Linked DNA regions of Mus musculus: regions 1 and 3 are each linked to region 2. A link is a contact called in public Hi-C and HiChIP or PLAC-seq data. All regions are on one chromosome and are shown on one strand. The core of a region is the stretch at or near the end of the contact, and the rest is flanking DNA. Distances in the headings are between cores, read along the strand shown. Region 1 holds the start of Alkbh3os1 (alkB homolog 3, opposite strand 1). Region 2 has its middle 35 kb from the start of Gm39884. Region 3 holds the start of Alkbh3 (alkB homolog 3, alpha-ketoglutarate-dependent dioxygenase).

Region 1 (3,306 bases), core at 263-2,762, 72 kb after region 2:
CTTGTGGGTGGGACCATCTCTGGGCTGGTAATCTTGGTTCTATAAGAGAGCAGGCTGAGCAAGCCAGTAACATCCCTCCATGGCCTCTGCATCAGCTCCTGCTTCCTGACATGCTTGAGTTCCAGTCCTGACTTCCTTGGTGATGAACAGCAGTATGGAAGTGTAAGCTGAATAAACCCTTTCCTCCCCAGCTTGCTTCTTGGTCGTGATGTTTGTGCAGGAATAGAAACCGTAAGACAGCCTCTGAAATTTGTCTCTGCCAGCACATGTGCAGTAAAATACTTAGGGATTCAGCTTCTCATCTCTATAGTGGAATCAGTGTTGGGACAATGAGGTGATAAATGCAAGCTCACAGGACAGAGCCTGCAGGGAACCAAAACTCACAGAGGATGACTAAAACCAAACCTGTGCACTGCTGTTTCATGTACTTTGAGTCAGCACAGTTTTGTCAGTTCCTGGGAAGGATCTGCAGCAGGCTGGAGCAGTCACTGAACATCACTCTTCCTGTCTTACATCTAAACTCTGTAGTTCTGCTTTATGGCAAGAACCTGCTTGATACTTGAGAAGGCATGGGGTCCTAGCGGTGGAAATATCCGGCACTGATTGCACATGGAAGTCTACAGTAAAGGCAAGAAACCGAAGCTATGACTGCTCTTTGCCCATGAAACCCAGATGGAAACCACAGCCTCTCAGTGGTCTGACAGACTAGCTGTAATGAGTGTCGAGATGCAGCGCTGCTCTAAGGCAGGGAGGCAGAGAAGAGCCTCTACAATGGGGGTGGGGTGCTGGAAGACCTGGGGTCACCTGTCAGTCTCATTTATAAGGAAGAGAGGAGGAATTTCCAGCCTCAGTCATCAAACTCCTAATCAAGGCTGACCATACCATCCTGGCCAGGTTTTCTTGGCTCTAACCAGGGAACAGCTGTGAGATTAAATAGAGGGCGTGTGTTTATGGTGATTCATACCTTCTTCCTAGGAAGGCTTAATATGATGCTCAAATTGTATACAGATTTAGGATTTCTTACAAAAGGAGCTCTACACATTTTTAAAAACCAGACTCTGACACAAGGAACCAGAGAGTCTGTTCAGATTCGTTCCGTACTCATTCCATCTGAGCCTTGAGTAAGCTTGTCCAGCCTCTGGCACCGTTCCATGTCATGGGGACCATCCATCTTACAGAGTGGAATGGAAATAGGATTAAAAACCAAGACAGTAAATTTCCCTCAAGGACAAGGGAGAAACTCTAACCCATGTCCCACTTTCATCCACTGACATGAACTCTTCCTCTGGGTTTGAATTAATCTAGTACATTGCTCCTGAGTCAAGGTCAACGAGTCATGTGTTTTTATGATGCAAAAAGGGGCAACTACCCGATTCTGTTTTGGAAACCTTGGTGACATCACAGGCTAACCCCTGAACTCAGGCACCCAGTGAAAGAGAACACTGAGTCAGAAGAGCCTTAGTCACAGGCTTCTGAAATCTAAGGTAGAAGAGCCATGAGGTCATCCAAGCTATTCCCTGCAGGGCTGCTCTGATTCTATCTGGCCTGGGTTTAAATGACTCAAGAAATTCTCCAGGGGAAACTAATCTATTGGAACAGCAGTTACTAACAGGGCATTTGCTGTTCTTCAACCAAAATTTCAGCCTGGTTCTCCTGACATTCTCAGTTATTACTCGCTTCCAGGATACAGCACTGTCTTTCTTACGAGGGGTCCCAGGTGAACTGTCTGGGGTGTGGATGGGAGCTGCTGCTGTCTCTGTATTCAGAAGTCTGTAACCTAAGTGTGCCCCAGGAAAACTGACAGCTGGGAAATTCAGCTAAATAAACAGTGTCCTGAACACGCAGCTTTCCATTACAATAACATACAAGCCAAGATGTTAAGGAGTCAAGGAAGACTTCAACAAAGCCCAGAGAAGCCACCTCTGTTTGGGTTTCAGCAGCTGCCTGCCTGTGGACGGCTCCAGAGTCACTGACACGTATTTATATCTCCATTTTGCTAACGTCATAAGGAACAAACATGTTCAGATCTTCCCCAGAGGCACAAGGCCATTTGTATTTCTTCAAATTAAAGGGGGCAGAGCAGGAGGCAAAAAGCTTTTGGATCAAATCATCTGTGAGTACAGCCAGAGCAATTTTTAATTTGCTTAATGATAACCTTGATTTAGAGATTTGTCTCAAAGTAAGTGTTCCTGTAGTAGACATGTTGACAAGGTGACGTGCTGGCAGCTCTCATTCAGGAGGAGTAGAACCTGAGAAGCAAACACCACGCTTTCTGAACAGCCACATCACGGAAGTGCTTGCGGGAGATGGGGAGGGGCTGTTAGGTGCATAGCCCTCCCCTCAGTGGTAACTCTGTAGAAGTGTCACCGAGGGGCTCCTCTTGGGTCTGGATAAACGGTCCGAAAGGTTAAGTTTACTCTCGGTTGTCTGGAGTGGTATTCCTTGGGCACTCGGTGCTAAATGGAAATATAAATAGTTGTCCAGCATAAATATATGTGCATTTTTCATTAGTTCAACATGATTTACAACTTATTTATGTCTTATTCTATCTCTCTCACTAGGTGGTCTACAGTCCTGTGAGAAAGGGTCTCCTCCTCTGAACCGAGTACCCAGCCGATCCCAGCAGGCTGGGCCAGCGCCCCGGCAGCAAGGCATACCTACTTTTCTAACTGTTGCTTTACTTTAAATGTTTGTACTTAACGAGACCTCACCCACACTGATCTAGAATAGTTGTGCTGTGATGCCCAACATGGTAGCCACTGGGGCTATTTGCAGTCACTTTCTCAGTGGTCGGCACAGTCGTGGATTCCTCTATCAGCACAAAACCTTCAATCTCGGCTGAGAGGCCTGTTTTGATCACCTCCTTAGACATGACATCATTTTACCGCTACCTGCTCAGTATAAGCACTTGCTTCTGTGTGATTTGCAATGACTCCTCAGCCAGGATAGAAGCTGCTTCCAGAGAGCAAATCGGTGCTACCTGCAAGCCCTCACCTGCCAGTCGGCTTGTGTGGCTCCTTCCATGATTAGCAAGGTCCCGTGATCCAATGGTATCTTCACTCTCTCCACATATGTATAGTCTCCATTTTCTTCCTAGAAAACAGCGGCCATCCCACTGAAGTTTTTATTTATATGGTCATGAAGCAGGAGAACCTGGAGGCAGTCATTCCTGAGGCAGACTGTGGGAACTTGCATAATGCTCTGTCCCTTGCCAGCTCGGTGGCCTTCAGCCAGCTATTTTACCTTTCTATTTTTTAATACACTTGTTTGTAACATGGCAAGGAAGACAGTATCTACTAACCAGGG
Region 2 (3,568 bases), core at 950-3,449:
ACAAAACAATAATAAAAAAATTGCTTGTTATTATTAATCGTTGCTTCAGCTGCCATCTTTGTTGATGTTGACACAAGGCTAGGTCAGTGCCTGCCCCTGGGACTATAAAAGGAATGAAAATATAAGCCAGTGCTCTAAGACTTTATAGTCAAATGCTCAGAGCAAGCCAGAAGCCAAAAGTTGTTCACACTTTAGTATAAATTACTGTTACAAGTTACTGTCCTTAAAAGAAGGGAGGAGACTTCCTTGTGAAAAGGCAAAATCCATTCGAGAAAGGGCATCACAGAATGGAAAACTCCCGCTGGGGAGGTCATAGAGTCAGGGAATCTGTCTGTCCTATTCTGGGAAGAGATGGTGGAAGGGTTACAGATCTGTTCTGAGTTTCGAAAGAGACTCTTCCAGATTCTAGAAGTCCCCTGCAGCAGTAGAAGGGAAAAAGCACTCTTTTAAAATACCTATAAGGAAAAGCCTCATTTGCCCAAAGCATGTTGTTCCCACCATTCCCACCAACCTTCTTCATCCTTTCACTGGGCCCTAGCCTTGAGCCTAGGAGATGAACTCTCTTGATCCCATTCATTTGCCAGGTGATTCAGGCTGGTTTGGGGAAATCGGCTAGGTCTCTGGGCTTTTCCCCGCTTGCTCCTCCCACAAGTCAGAACAGTCCCTGGTCCTGGCCTGAGTGACCTTTCAGTCTCAGAGGGGCCAGATCCAGCCAGGGAACAGGGCCGGTGACCCAGATTCCACTTCCTGTCTTGCTTCCCTCCATCCCCAGACGCCAGCTGCATCTGGAACTGACAGCAGGCCAGCAGAAAACCTTTCACAGGCCTTTGCTGGCAGCAGTGGAATCAGTAGCAGGCAGCCTCTGGGCTGGGCACCTGTAGTCCTTCCCCACAGCCAGGATCAGCCACAACAGGGACCCAGACACCACATCTCATCCAGCCCTGACTCCCAATTCACAGAAGGACAGACAGAGAGGCCCAGAGCAAAGCTAAACAATGGGAGGCTAACTGAACCCACATTCACCTCGCCCAACAACACCGTCTGCTCCCAGATTCTCAGAAAGTCCCACAGGCCTTAGGTATAGAAATCAGTGCCTGGGTAGGCTCGGAAAGGAAGGGAACTCCTGCTGGGTGCATCCCTACAGGCATTCAGGGATATGCAATCAATTGTCCCAGGCTCAGCCATGCCATGGCATGGCTATATTTTCCTAGAGAGCTCTCATTTTCTCATCTTTTAGGACAGTGAGGAAACACACTGCCACAGCCACAGAGGCTTGTCATGCATACCATGAAATGAATCCACACTGCAGACCTAGACAGGTTTCTGCACTTAACAGGGAGAGGCCCAGCCAACATGCAAACAAAGGATATATAGGATACCAGTTGAGTTATCTACATGGCAAAGGCAAGCTGTGCTGAGGTGCATCTGGTAGACAGAAGGATGGGTGGTGGTCCCTGGCTCTGAGCAGGTGACATTTAGGCTGAGCCAAGAAAATAAGAAAGAATAAGGAAGTCTCAGGGGTGGTGGGGGTGGGGAGAGGTGGGGGAAGGCAGGGAATACTGTCATTCACCCTGGGAGAGACCTGTCAGGCCAGACAACACCAGTTTCCTTTTGACTGGAACACAGATCATGTCTTGGAAGTACCACAAAGCCAGACAAAGGTAGCATGAGGATTTCTATGCCTTAAGATTAGGCTTTCCTCTGGATAAAAGGGTGAACTCTGGCGGGATGAGAGATGGAGGCAGGAAGATGTGTTGATGGCAGCTCGAACCAGACTATCTGAAGAGAGTCTGGGCTGGTTAGGGCGACCGGCTCAGCAGAGGAGTCAGTGAGTGTTAAGAGAGGAATGCAGAATGACTCCAGTTGTCCTATGTTAATAGCTGTGTGGCTGCCTTTCCCAAGACTGTAGAAAGTGAAATGAAGCCAGCAGCCAGCCTCAGGCAAGCCAAGGCTGGACAGACCTGTGTTGCCCAAGGGTCTGGCTAAGTGGGCAGTTAACAACCACGGCCATCACATTTACATATGCCTCTCTTGGTTACTGTGGGCTTTCCTACCACACCGAGGTGCTGGAGGGCAGGTACCCAGATTCTAGGCTCCTGGCTCTGTTCTCAGCAAGAGAATGCTCAGTGCTGGGCCTGTGGGCAGCTCATAAGTATTTATGAGCAAGCAATATGCTCAGAAGCCGGAACCAGAGTGATGTTCACAGCCAGCTCCAGGGCCTGCCTGCTGGTCCCCCTGGGAGACTCCATCCTGGGACTGCTCTTTCCTACCTCTGTTGCTCAGGCTTCCCAGCTTCCTGCCAGGAAATGCAGCCCCAGGCTTAAATCATTAGCTGGAACCTCCTCTCACAGCCAGCTTCTGTTTGCAACAACACTTTGCCTCTGCTAACTTGAAGGATGCTTCAGTTCGCCCTGGGTGGCACACTGAAGCAGAAAAGTGTCAGAGAGGTGCTTGCGCAGCAAGGAGGGGACCACAGGCCTCCCGTCACCTGCTCCACAAGGACACTGCATTTAAAATAAACCACAGTAAAGCATCTAAGAAGAAGAACTCTGCCTTTCTCCACCCAGGCTGCTTAAGAAAACACCACAGGCTGGTGCCGTAAACAACATAAAGCTGTTCCTCCCAGTCCTGGAGGCTGCAAGCCTGAGATCCTGGCGCCAGCACCTGGATAGGACCTGCTTTCTGCCCTACATAGATGGGGGGTCTTCTCTGGAGACCTCGGATTGTGGAAGCAGGGCTGATGGGTCTCTTGAGCATCCTGTAAAGACAGTGCTCTGCTCGCAAGCTCCACCCCTAACATAATCAGGTCCTAAAGGCCCTGCCTCCCAATCCCACAATCTTTCAGGGTAGAGATGGGGATGGGGATTAAGGTCCTGATGGGTGAATTGGGAAAGGGACAGGGGACAGCCTGGAGCTGAGAGTGAATGGTGATTGATAGCTATTGTAACCTTTGCCCAAGGAGAGCACAGGGCTAGTCCCAGGGCACCCAGGTCACATAAGGAGTGAACTTGAACACACAGCCCTCCCCAGCCTTTGAATGGGAGTCCCTAGAGGCTTAGCCTCCTGTCTTGAGACTTCCAGGTTCAAGCATATTCCATGCTACAGGCACTTTCTGTTCCTGATTATTTAAGACCTAATGCAGAAGTTCTGAACCTTTCTAATGCTGTGACCCTTTAGTACAGCTCCCCATGTTGTGGTGACCCCCAACCATTAAAAATCATTTTCATGGCTACTTCACAACTGTAATGTTGATGGTGTTATGAATCTTAATGTAAATATCTGGCAGGATACCTGATATGCGATCCCAACAAAAGGGTTGTTCATAAGGGGCTGAAACCCACAGGTTGAGAACCCTTGCCCTAATGAAAAGCATTCACTGCACTTCATTGGGCAGCTCTGGAGCCTCAGTTTCCCCATTTGGCAAATGGGGAGTTGCATGCAATGTGGCCAATCCCTTGAAGTTTTAAAAACAAAAAACTGAGAGTCTCCCTCATCTCTGAAGCCCAGCTCTGAAGGCTCCTCAGGAGGACCCGAAGACCCCGGATTAAAGGGCTGCAGAGATGGTTCC
Region 3 (3,191 bases), core at 40-2,539, 100 kb after region 2:
AGAGATGTATTAATTTGATGCATTCATTCTATATCAAAAGCATATATCAAAATGTCACAGAATACCATAAATAAGAACAATGATTTGTCAACTTTAAAATTAAGTTTGAAATGAAAATCTAAAATATCCATGTACCACTTTTAAAACTACAATTTAGGAAAGACTCTATTTCTATGTTTATAACAAGCAGCAAAGGGTAAGATATGCTAATATGTATAGAGATCAGAAGGTTTAGTGACTTACAGAGACACTCAGGAAATCAATACTGATGAAAAGTTCAACTCTTGTCAGGTTCCAGCCTTGAGCTAATCAAACCCCCTATAATTTTGCCCAAAGGTTACCCTATAGCAAATACAGAATTCTTAAGGGTCAGGTCACATGTTCGGAACCTGCGAGCCACTTCTTTATGAGTCTAGGAAAGCTTCTAGCTCTCAAAGACAGTCCACTCATATGACTGCTTACACCACAGGTTCCCAGGCCTCGTCTCCTAGACCTTCCGATCCAACAGAGCTCAGGGCTCTGCTTAAATCTCCTTAGGACGTAGAAATGATGGTTTACAGGCACATACCAGTAATCCCAGCATCCAGGAGGCCTGAGCTAAATACTGAGACCCCGTCTCATCACCGACAACCCATCAAGTGCTTATCATTTACCAGGTAGGGCCTTGGAGAAGATGTCGATTCCCTCAAAAAGTTAATGACACAATCAAATCCAACTCTCCGGGCTTACCGAATGTGTGAAGGAAACCCTCGTGTATCATATTCTCGGAGACCTAAAGGCATAAGACTAGTGGGGGTCAGTGAAGGCCTCTGACCTGCTCACCTTGACGTGACTTGTTTAAGGCAAGTGGTGAACAGAAATTCCAGAGTGCTGTCTGAGACTTCCTGAGTGCTGTCAGTTCGAGGAGTCCCAGAACTTAATAGGTCCTAACAAAGGTCCCGCCACCCTGGAACTCCAAGCCTGAAAACCTTAAAAAGAACAAGGGCTCTGGCAGGTGCAGGAACTTGCTTGGAATGCACAGATCTATCCCGTCCCGCCAGCAAACCCCGTGGCAGCGGACGCCACCGTCTGACCTCAGGCCTCTCCCTCAAGCAGGAGACAGTCCCGCCCTCGAGGCTGAGGTACAGAGAAATGGCTAACAGCCTTCTGATGGCCCAGAAACGGACCCTCGGGCAGTCCTCACACGCCTGCCCCCGGCTCGCGGCCAGCAAGCCAGGAAGGAGCTGGGCGCCCCGGACCAACCTGGCTGGGCCCTGAGCAGAGGTCCCGACACGACCCTAATCAGCCGTCTGGACGCCGGGGAACCTTCAGAGTGAGGCACCAACTCCTGCAACGTCCAACCACAGGCCTCCGTTGCGCGTAGTTCCTCTTAGGTGACATACTGCCACCGCTTCCGCTTCCGGTGGGTAGCCCGGAGTCCGGGTTGCCCCGCATCCCTGGCAACTAAAGGGCCGGGTGGAGACGCTGAAGGGAATATGGTCGGAATGGGAACTGGAGTCAGGGGCACATGTGGGGATGAAGATGAGCCTCCTAGGCCTAGGTCCTCAGGAAACTAGTTCCCGAAACCAGTGCTGGCATCTTAGGTCTGTTGTGCAAAGGGCAACCGCACTCTCCCGGAACTTGTACTGATCCGGGAGTAGGGAGGACTGGGACATGCTGGGTTCTGCTATAGAATTCTCTCCTTACCTTGAAAACCATGAAGAGTCTAAGGTGCGCTTTGTTCTCAACGTAGCGCGCCCGTCTTTTCTACACAGCATTTACGCTGGGACGTGAGAGCATGCCTTATTTATCTGAGTTCCTCAGTGCTAAGGAAACTTTACTTGAGTCCACAGATCTGTCTAAATTTCATTCCAATGCCACCATTTGGGGCAAGTGCATTGCTTACTTTTTAAGTGGTCCTGTTAAGTGGGATTAAATGAGACAGCAGCGTCTGGACCACTATAGAAATCTAATAATTCACGATAGCTAAAGTGCCTTCTCACGCATCTGACCTCTTCACAAGCTTCTTTAAAGAGATCAGGTTAAGCCATGTCTCTTATAATTTGACAACTCTGACTGTAGCACCAAGTCAACTATTTTCTGTCAAATATTATTCTCTAAAATTTACCAAAACACAATCATTGTGGAGATCTTTCAAATAAGCCTGATTCTGTCAGGGTATCGGTAAAGGCTCCTTAAGAAAAATCCCCACTCGTCAAAAGAATAGAATCACCTGGCCAAAGAATGACCCCTAGGAAGGTAGGCTTACCTGAAGTAACACTAAAGAGATAAGTGGACTTATTAGTACTTTAATGAGACACTGTACTTCCTTTCTCCGATTCCCACCCTCTATCTCCGTCACTTAAGGAACATGGCCACGCCGGTTCCAAGCCTTCCTGCTTTTCTAAATTACCTAGAGAAACAACAACAAAAACTAAAAACAGCAGCAACAACAAAAACCATAGCTTACCTTTCTTGCTGTCCCTCCTGTAAGCATGCTTCTTTTAGGACTTCAGACTTTTGCCAGCATTTGATGTCCCCTTACTCTTTCTCTGATGCTTCCCTCTCTTACATGACAACGGCTGCCTTCCACTCAGTGACTGACCTCCATGCCCACTTAACACGGAATCCCCACCCCCTATTCTCTTCCTTGGGGCGGCTGTCTACAGTTTACCTGTCCTCAGATGTTTGGTGTGTTTTTCTTTTAAACTAACAAAATTGTCCTTATCCTTTCATTTGAGCCATTCTTTTATCCTTTTCTTAATAGAACTCCAGAAGGCAATTCCAATTCCCCCAGTATTGATGCTCAATAGCATTCAGCTGTAGTATCCTCCGTGTTCCTGACTGAGGTGCCCACGTGGCCGCCACAGTGGAGTCCAATTTTTACACCATCTTTGTTGTTGTTGTATATTCTGTGTCATTGAAAGAAAAATGATTTATCCCAGGACTGAAAGGAGAGAGAGCTGGATTGTAATTTTTACTTTTTTCCCCATTACCTAGTAATCTTTCGATGTCTGCTTTGGGCTCCGGAACATTTGATACATCTCCTAAAGGGTGTTATTTCTTTCCTTCTGGTGATTATAGCTTGGAATGGCAATAGAGATGCCTGGAATGAGGTGTTCCTAAAAGTAGTGGTTTACAGTGAGCCTCCCACAGAATGCTTCAAAGTTGCCATTTGAAATCACAGCACTTTTTCTTATTTTTAAAATATT

The links. Hi-C and Micro-C count contacts between places; a contact is called where the count stands out from the background. HiChIP or PLAC-seq counts read pairs in DNA pulled down with a chosen protein or histone mark.
Region 1: a Hi-C map of the N1E-115 cell line shows a contact between it and region 2, with 1.7 times the contacts expected there. The contact joins the promoter of Alkbh3os1 here to the enhancer-like site in region 2. A contact is called at or near these places in 1 of 15 datasets of contacts at CTCF or cohesin (the NIH/3T3 cell line), 2 of 484 Hi-C or Micro-C datasets (the AML12 cell line and the N1E-115 cell line), 2 of 115 datasets of contacts at active chromatin or transcription factors (embryonic midbrain and embryonic stem cells) and 3 of 9 other capture datasets (adipose tissue, liver and pancreatic islet).
Region 3: a contact with region 2 is called in an H3K4me3 HiChIP or PLAC-seq map of forebrain, with 2.2 times the contacts expected there. The contact joins the promoter of Alkbh3 here to the enhancer-like site in region 2. A contact is called at or near these places in 1 of 39 promoter capture datasets (neural stem cells), 1 of 15 datasets of contacts at CTCF or cohesin (the NIH/3T3 cell line), 3 of 484 Hi-C or Micro-C datasets (the N1E-115 cell line, bone marrow-derived macrophages and hematopoietic stem and progenitor cells), 7 of 115 datasets of contacts at active chromatin or transcription factors (bone marrow-derived macrophages, embryonic basal ganglia, embryonic midbrain and 4 more) and 3 of 9 other capture datasets (adipose tissue, liver and pancreatic islet).

The regions. Positions count from the first base shown.
Region 1 is chr2:93,978,522-93,981,827 of GRCm38.p6, forward strand. It overlaps Alkbh3os1 (alkB homolog 3, opposite strand 1), which reads left to right and starts at 1,513. Exons shown (of 4, transcript NR_045827.1): 1 at 1,513-2,113; 2 at 2,562-2,651. It overlaps Alkbh3 (alkB homolog 3, alpha-ketoglutarate-dependent dioxygenase), which reads right to left. Exons shown (of 10, transcript NM_026944.1): 9 at 2,995-3,093; 10 at 2,113-2,456. The coding sequence ends at 2,364.
Region 2 is chr2:93,905,827-93,909,394 of GRCm38.p6, forward strand. It overlaps a transcript of Accsl not described here. Among named protein-coding and RNA genes, the nearest start is that of Gm39884, 35 kb to the right of the region's middle. Within about 2 kb of position 2,200, at least 76 of the 459 cell types and tissues checked have an H3K27ac peak or open chromatin away from gene starts, as enhancers often do. A contact at or near this core is called in the N1E-115 cell line, the NIH/3T3 cell line, forebrain and 1 more, where this site is marked.
Region 3 is chr2:94,009,441-94,012,631 of GRCm38.p6, forward strand. Alkbh3 (alkB homolog 3, alpha-ketoglutarate-dependent dioxygenase) reads right to left here and starts at 1,290. Exons shown (of 10, transcript NM_026944.1): 1 at 1,243-1,290.